Regions from separate parts of the Pan troglodytes genome. Here region 1 is linked to region 2. The links are chromatin contacts, called in public Hi-C maps. All regions are on one chromosome and are shown on one strand. The core of a region is the stretch at or near the end of the contact, and the rest is flanking DNA. Distances in the headings are between cores, read along the strand shown. Region 1 holds the start of NUDCD3 (NudC domain containing 3). Region 2 overlaps CAMK2B (calcium/calmodulin dependent protein kinase II beta).

The links. Hi-C and Micro-C count contacts between places; a contact is called where the count stands out from the background.
Region 1: a contact with region 2 is called in a Hi-C map of induced pluripotent stem cells, with 2.7 times the contacts expected there. The contact joins the promoter of NUDCD3 here to the enhancer-like site in region 2. A contact is called at or near these places in 4 of 7 Hi-C or Micro-C datasets (blood, induced pluripotent stem cells and stem cell-derived neural progenitor cells), 1 of 1 datasets of contacts at active chromatin or transcription factors (stem cell-derived excitatory neurons) and 1 of 1 other capture datasets (stem cell-derived neural stem cells).

What each region holds. Positions count from the first base shown.
Region 1 is chr6:50,355,292-50,359,098 of NHGRI_mPanTro3-v2.0_pri, forward strand. NUDCD3 (NudC domain containing 3) reads right to left here and starts at 1,405. Exons shown (of 6, transcript XM_003318392.5): 1 at 897-1,405. The coding sequence starts at 1,088.
Region 2 is chr6:50,104,345-50,108,336 of NHGRI_mPanTro3-v2.0_pri, forward strand. It overlaps CAMK2B (calcium/calmodulin dependent protein kinase II beta), which reads right to left. Exons shown (of 21, transcript XM_016957400.3): 9 at 3,734-3,828; 10 at 3,392-3,514; 11 at 2,874-2,957; 12 at 1,881-1,923; 13 at 762-836. Among named protein-coding and RNA genes, the nearest start is that of YKT6, 41 kb to the left of the region's middle. Within about 2 kb of position 2,342, at least 2 of the 24 cell types and tissues checked have an H3K27ac peak or open chromatin away from gene starts, as enhancers often do. A contact at or near this core is called in induced pluripotent stem cells and stem cell-derived neural stem cells, where this site is marked.

The sequences.
Region 1 (3,807 bases), core at 155-2,654, 250 kb after region 2:
ATCATCAGCATTTCTATCTTCTTGGGTTTCTACAAATAGGCTTAATGCTTGGCTGAATAGTTTCTTTTAATCTCATCAGAAGTCCCACCTCTCTTATAAAACCTTCACTTCTCAACCATCATTTCTATTTCCTTTCTTTACAATGGGCTCCATCAAATAATTGCCCTTAAAAAGTTTTCTATTACTTTCTGGGTTTTCTCTCTTTAACTGTAAGTGTCACAAGGAGAGAGAAACCATTACTTAAACACCCGTATCACCCTCACCTGCAGCAACTAAGAGTGTAAACTACATTCAGCAAAAGGTTGCTTACCACTACATTCAAAAGTGCCCAGTCAACTTCACTGAATGAGTATTGACAGCGTTTCCAACATACAATAAACTTAACCTGGAGGGTACGGAATTAAGCTCAAATAGAAATTTTAATAAGCACTACATTGGCAGTCTTTGACCTGGGAAGTCACATTTCAAACAAGCGACCACACCCATTGATCAACACAATGCCTCCGTCATCCCCGCCAGATCAAGTCTTCGGTAGTTCTGGGGCATGCACGTTTCTGTTGCTGTAAATGTCCTTCCTTCTGTCTGGCCTGCATGGATTTCGCTCCCTGACTAGCAGCCCCCAGCACCGTGAGGGGTACGCGCTGGCGGGTGCTGAGTAGGGCTCTTAACAGTCGGCTTACTACTTCTGAAACCTCAGGACGTCCGGAGCGAACACCTCAGCGGAATAAGCTGACATCCAATCCGCGCTTCAAATTATTGAAGCCATTCTCACAAGCTCAACCCCAGGACACCAGGAAAGGGAGGAAACAGGCTGGGAGAGCTTGGAGGAGCGGGCGCCAGGAGTCAGGGCAGGCCGGGGGCGGCGGCTCCCCAGACCGCAGGCCCGCCCGCCTCACCTGCAGCACCAGGGCCTGCGCGGCCCCGGGCGGGAAGCCCATGCGGTCCGATGGGTGGCGCAGCAAGCGATAGAAGTCTGTCTTGCGGTAGAGGAAGCCAAAGAGAACGCGCAGGAAATCCTGGACGTTGCCCACGTGCTGCAGGATGCCCAGAAGGGCCTGGTCATACAGCTCGGCCGCCCCTGGCTCCATGTCGCCTCCCGCCCTTCGTACGCTTCACACACACAGCGCCGCCTCAGACCTGCCGACTGGCCACTTCCGGCGTCCGCAGCCAACGGCTCCGCCGGACGGCGCGGCTGCGGAACTTCCGGTCCGTGCTCGTTCGGCCCCCGCGGCCCCGGGCTGTTTTCCCCAGACCCAGCTGCCCCACGGGCTTTGCCTTGAGGTGGTCTTAGACAAAAGAGCCCGACAAGGGCAGCAAGGAGGTTCCTACGCGGAAGGAGGCCCGTGGCTTCTGCTGCGGTGCGGGGGCTTGACCGCCATGTTTGAAGCGGGCGGAAAAAAATTATGGGGCGTGCAGTGTCACGTGACTGCTCGGATTTTTGTCACGTTGTCTGTGGATCCTTTCTTATTTCTGTGTTGAATTCCAGCCTGGGTATTCGGAACCTATGGTTAAAGATGGGGCTAGGGTAAGCTTTTTGTTAGTGAGCCAGATACGGGAAAATGCGTATATGTGGGATGTATGGGTTTCTTATTAACAGATCTGTGAGTTAAACTCAGGGCGTTGCATCAGAAGAAAGTCAAGATGACGAAGAAAATAAAGAGTGCATTCAACGTAGATTAAGTGGAAAGAGCTAGATTCAGAATAGAGAATCCGTATGCCATCGTTGTGAAATATGTACGTGTATGTGTGTGTATAGTATGTATATACATATATACGTCATATATACATATGTTGTTAGTGTCTGTCAAAGTATAATCTTAAAAAAGTAAAAAGCATGACACTCATACAAATATATCATGAACGCATATCCAAGATTTCAGCAAATTAACAATGATATGGTAAAGCCGGTTCAAAAGCATTTTGAGGAAGTGGAGATTAAACATTTTGACAAAGCATTAGAGTAAGATTAGGTTGGATACAAAGCTGGCTGGTGTTCTACAAGATGATAAAAACCATAGGTTATCATTTCTAGTGGATAGAAATGATTTGCACCTCTTCTAGATTAAAACATGCAAGTTAACATGTCTTCATAGTGTATAAGCTTTAATGAATTGTAAATAAAATCCAACTCAGGTAAATTGCCCTAGAACAGTGGTTCTGAAACTCTTGATTTAGGGACCATTAATCCTCTTAAAATTTGTTGAACATTCCAAAGAACATTTGTTGATATGGGTTATGCTTATCAATATTTACCACATTAGAAATTAAAACATAAAATGTTTAAATATTTATTTAATCATTTTTAAATGACCATAAAACACATTACATGTTAACATACTTTTATGCAAAAAATAATGTTCTTCAAAGCAATAAAAGTTCAGTGAGAGGAGTAACATAGTTTTACATTTTTGCAAATCTCTTTAATGAGCTTACTAGAAGACAGCAAGATTTGGCCGGCACGGTAGCTCATGCTTGTAATCCCAGCACTTTGGGAGGCGGGAGGATCAGGAGTTCGAGACCAGCCTGGCCAACACAGTGAAACCCTGTCTCTACTAAAAATACGAAAATTAGCTAGGCGTGATGGCGGGTGCCTGTAATCCCAGCTCCTCGGGAGGCTGAGGCAGGAGAATCGCTTGAACCCGGGAGGCAGAGGTTGCGGTGAGCCGAGATCACACCACTGCATTCCAGCCTGGGCGACAGAGCTAGACTCCGTCTCCACAAAAAAAAAGAAGACCGCAAGATTCTCACATCTGCATTCACTGCAACATAATTTGCATTATGTTGTTTTCATTGAAGTATATGAAAACATGCAACCTCACACAGACAGTTGCAAATGAGAGGAATATTTTGTCTTTTCAAATAAATGTGGCTATTTGTCTTTAAAATGACATCAAAATTCTTCTACAAGCGATAGTTTCTATTTTTTTTATTTTTAAGAGGCAGGGTCTCCCTCTGTCACCCAGGCTGGAATGTAACGATGTGATCATAACTAACTGTAGCCTTGAACTCTTGAACTCAAGCAATCCTCCTGCCTCAGCCTTCTGAGTAGCTGGAACTACAAGCACATGCCACTGTGCCTGGCTAATTTTTAAATTATTTTTATAGAGACGAGGTTGGGCCTACATTGTTCAGGCTGGTCTGAAACTCATGGGCTCAAGCGATCCTCCCCTCTCAGCCTCCCAAAGTGCTGGAATTATAGGTGTGAGCCACTGCACCCAGCCCTGTAACTGGTAGTTTCTTAAAGGTTACTTGCCATATGGAATCTAAAACTGTATCTATAGACTTTTCATACTCTGTTACATTAATATCGATTGGTCTTTCACTTTGAATGGATCGTTAATAAATGCATGATTTTATACCATCATGTATTAATTAGTCATTTGAAAATGTTGGTCCACTGTGTTATGCAGCTCTTCCAAATGTTCACTCGTTTTATGCAACGAGCATATCTTGCCCCCAGATCTCGGTTTCTAATATCATTTCATTATATAATATCAAAAAATAACATTTGTTAGAATTACCACTAAACTCATCAGAGAAGTCTGTCTTTATTGACAAGCACTCAAGCTCATGGAAGCAGGATATGGGTTTTTTGAATTCTAATTTTAGCTTAAAAACTTGAACTTTATTATTGGAAGTAGATACAATCAATTATTTTCCTTGAAGAGACAGGCTCACTTCATTCTGTCATTCAAGTAAAAATGATGCTCTGTGACTTGTTCAATTGGCAACTCAATCACACAAGTGCTTTGCATCAGTGCAACCATTTTGCTTCAGTATGAGGCAGACATGTCTTATGTGTACTTC
Region 2 (3,992 bases), core at 1,092-3,591:
AGGCTGGAGCTGCAAGGAGGTCTTGGGGTCGCCTAGCCCTCATGGGGTCTGCCCATGGTCACAAGCCAGCAGGTGGGCAGAAGCCAACTTGGGCCTCTGGGCTCAGGCCCCGCACAGCCCAGAGGAGCAGGTGGCCAGTGCCGGCCTTTTCCCTCACAGGGTTTGAGGCCAGGGGAGGAGGACTTTGCAGAAACAACCCAAGAGGAAGCCTTGAAAGTCTCCTCAGGGTGCCTAAAACCCCCACCCACTCCAGAGCGGCCTGTCCTGGGGGGATGCTCAGGGCAGACATGCATGTGTGGGACTCAGCAGCACAGACCACCGTCTCCATGCGGCCCCTGAGGGGCAGGGTGTGGGTCTGCCCCAAGGGCCTCTGCCTCTCTGGCTCTGCTCCTCAAGGCTCTCCTTTCAGGATTCAGACCCCCCAGCAGCAGGCCCAGTGGCTCCCTGTGGGGCCCAGGCCATTCTTAATGGGGGTCTCCGGACCCCCAGACCTCGGGGGCCAGGACCAGAAGGGCTTGGTGTAGCCCAGGGGCCACCTAGCCCAGCCCCTCCTCTTACAGGCGAGGAGCCTTGGGGGCTGCCTCCCTGCCCTTGTGGTGGGCTCTGCTGGGATGTGACCACACGGGAGCAGGGGCTCCCGGGGGCCTGGCGGCCTCTGGGGCGGCTCTGGAGCCCGGCCAGCGGCTGCGTGCAGCAGGGGGCTGCATGCTGGCAGGAGGGACGGGCGGGAGCGGGCGGGACACTGGTCGAGACACATCTACCTTGTTCCACCAGCCCCATGGTGGTGCCGGAGGCCGCGGTGGACATTGTGGCCGGAGCGGTGGTCTGTCTGCCCACTGTTAGCACCGGGTTAGAGACGAGGGGAAGGGAGGGGTGGGCGGACACAGACGAGGGGTGGGCGAGGTAAGGGAAGAAAAGAGACAAAGGAAGCAGAAGAAGATTAGAGTTAAAGTTTAGGTGACAGATGGTTCCAGAATCCTTTGCTCAAGAGAGTGAAAACAAGATTGGACTGATTGACACGGAAAAGCATTTGCCTCCTTTCTCCTTAGAAAACCCCAGTGGGGGCTTCTCATGCCCGAAGGGTGTGGTGAGCACACAGCAGACAGGACAGTCCTATTAGTGTTGGTGTGACCGTGTGCACGCGTTCCCGGCATTACAGCATCACAGCAAAAGTAACAGGATGGCGGGTGGGGGGCACCAGATGCAAACGGACAACGAGAGAGACGGATCACAGACGCTCGCACACGGAGTGTCGGACGACGGAGAAGCCACAGGTACAGCTTGTCCAGACCTGGGCTGCCGGCTCCACTCCGGGGCTTACATCATGCCCTGATGGGTCTGCCAGCGCCCTGGGCCTCAGGGGTCTATAACAGACCCCACCCCCCTGCCAAGAGAACTTGCTTCCCAACCACCCACCCTGAGCAGCCGGGACAGGAGGCTGCAGCTCATCCAGAACTCGGAAGGAGGACCCCGAGCCTCCTGCATCACCCCGCATCCCTTCTGCCCACCTCCCGCACAAAACACAATGCTCAGAGCACTCAAAATGACAAGGAGGCCACACAGATGCCCAACAAACGCCTGGACAGACACACACGATGCTGTGAGCCCCAGTGGGGCAGCACAGACACTCGTGTTCAGGGGGTGGAGGGACACAGACCCAGCACGAAGGTGATGGCCTCGGGGGGCTGGACCCTGTGGTATCACCCAAGGTGGGAGCCCAGCGGGGCCAGGTGGGCAGTGGGTCTCAGAGCTGAGGGCAGACGCCGAGGGCAGGCCTGCCGCAGAGGAGGAGTGGAGAGGCTGGTGAGGAAGGAGGCGCTCTCCTGCGTGGGCCAGCAGGGAGGGGGCAGCGCCTGTCTCCCTGGAGAAGAAAGGCTCACCTGAGAAATTCCGTGTGGCCAGCATGGTGGTGAGGATGGCTCCCTGGGGAGAGACACAGATAAAACCGGGGCTATCCCATCAGTGTTCCCTGCTGGCTTCTGGCCAGGATAAGACCCCTGTCCTCCTGCCCAGATGCTCAGCCTCATTGTCATGAGGCTGACATGACCTCAGCCTTCCAGAGAGGCAAGAGCTCCAGGAAGCCAGCAGCCGCACTGAGACAGATCACCTATTTCCAGAATTACACACACCCTGGGCCTAAACCTGTTGACCAACTACAGCTTCTAGCTGCTTCAAGACCCCTCAAGCCTCAGGGGTCACCAGAACAGCTGGTCACCATGGCAGCTCCTCTGGGGTCCAGCTCCCTGACAGCCCCTTCTTTTCCTGACAGGCTCAGACAGGGCAGCAGTCCTGGGGCTTCCAGGGAGAACTGCTCAGAGACCAGCAGAGGGCAGTCAGGCAACAAGTCCCCATCCCGGAACCCACAAGTAGAGGGACTGCCAGTGTGCGGTCACCAGAGCCAGCCCTGACCAAAGCAGGCAGGTTGGATACCCTACTGGGACCCACCTCCCTCCCAGAACTCCCCCAGCCCACCCAAGACCAGTGTGTGTGGCTCTGCTCTCCTTACCAAACCTGTCTGAGCCGGAAGCTTCGGACTTGCTCGTACTAAAGAGTGTGACTGCCAGAGGGTGAGTGCTGCCTGCAGAGCCCGGGTGAGAAGCCCACAGCGAGCGCTTCAGGACAGCTCCTCCAAGGGCTGCTAGGAGGTGGCACAGACAACTAGGAGGGGCCACACCTGGTCCAGGGCCCCTCTGGACTCATTCCCAAGCTGGCCTGAGTTCACCTGATGCATCCAGTCTGGGACTTGCTAACAGTCAGTCTTGGGGGCAGCGGTAACCCCTAGGTCTGCCCAGACCCCCCAAGGCCCCCCTGCTCCAGCCCAGAGGGACACAGAGAGGCATGGCCGTGCCTGGGACTAGGGGCCAGGGCCTCACCTTGAGCTTTCTCCTGGCATTGAACTTTTTCAGACACTCCACAGTCTCCTGTCTGTGCATCATGGATGCTACCGTGGAGCGTTGCTGTGGGGAAATGGGTGGTCATATGGCAGCCGAGCCCGAGGCACAGGGGAGAGGCCAGGGTGGCAAGGCTTGCGGCACCCCGGGGTCCCCACATGCCAAGAGCCATCGGCCACCATTGCAGCAAGGGTTGTCTGTCCCCACCCACCTGGGACTTCAAGACACGTCTCTCCCTTGCCTCGTCCACTCTGCCCCTCACAGACAGGACCGCAGTTGGGAGGAAGGGATCACCTCTACCCTCTAATGCCTTCCAAGCCCCAGGCCTCACAAACGTGCTGGTATGTCCCAAGCCAGAGGCCACAAGGAGCACCCAGGGGACCCAGGGGAGCTCTTGGATGTCAGGAACAGGACCCTCTTGGGGTCCTTGCCAGGGGAGTGGTCTGAGGCCACCTCCACCAGGAGCCCCCTCCCCACCATGGGCACCAAGGGCGACTCACGCAGACCCACGGGTGCTTCAGGGCCTCATGGGCTGTGATGCGCTTGGCAGGGTTGATGGTCAGCATCTGGTTGATGAGGTTTTTGGCTTCAGGAGTGACGGTGTCCCACTCAGGGGACGGGAACTGCAGAAGGAAACAGCGCCCCGGCCGGGCCTGAAGCCCCCTCTCAGGCAGGGGCAAGAATTCTCCAAGGGGCTTCATCTCCAGCCACGAATCTGGGAGAGCAGGACCCAGGACCTGGCCACAGGTGGCTTCACCCCACTCCTAGCCTCTTCCCACGCTGCCCTCACCCGGCCACACCTGGAGGAAGGGAGCTCATCAGAGAGGGGCTGGTGCACTCACGTCATAGGCACCAGCCTTGATCTGCTGGTACAGCTTGTGCTGGTCCTCGTCCCAGAAGGGTGGGTAGCCCACAAGCAGGATGTACAGGATCACCCCTGCGGATGGGGCCTGTGAGCACCGCAGCCACTTGCAGGGTGCCACCGTCCATGAAGCCCATGCCCTGCACCCTCACTGCCCAGCTCCTGTGGCCCTGGGAGGGCATTGGGGTCCCCAGCATTCCTTTGCCCCCACCTGTGCAGCAGACACTGGGGTAGAAGGG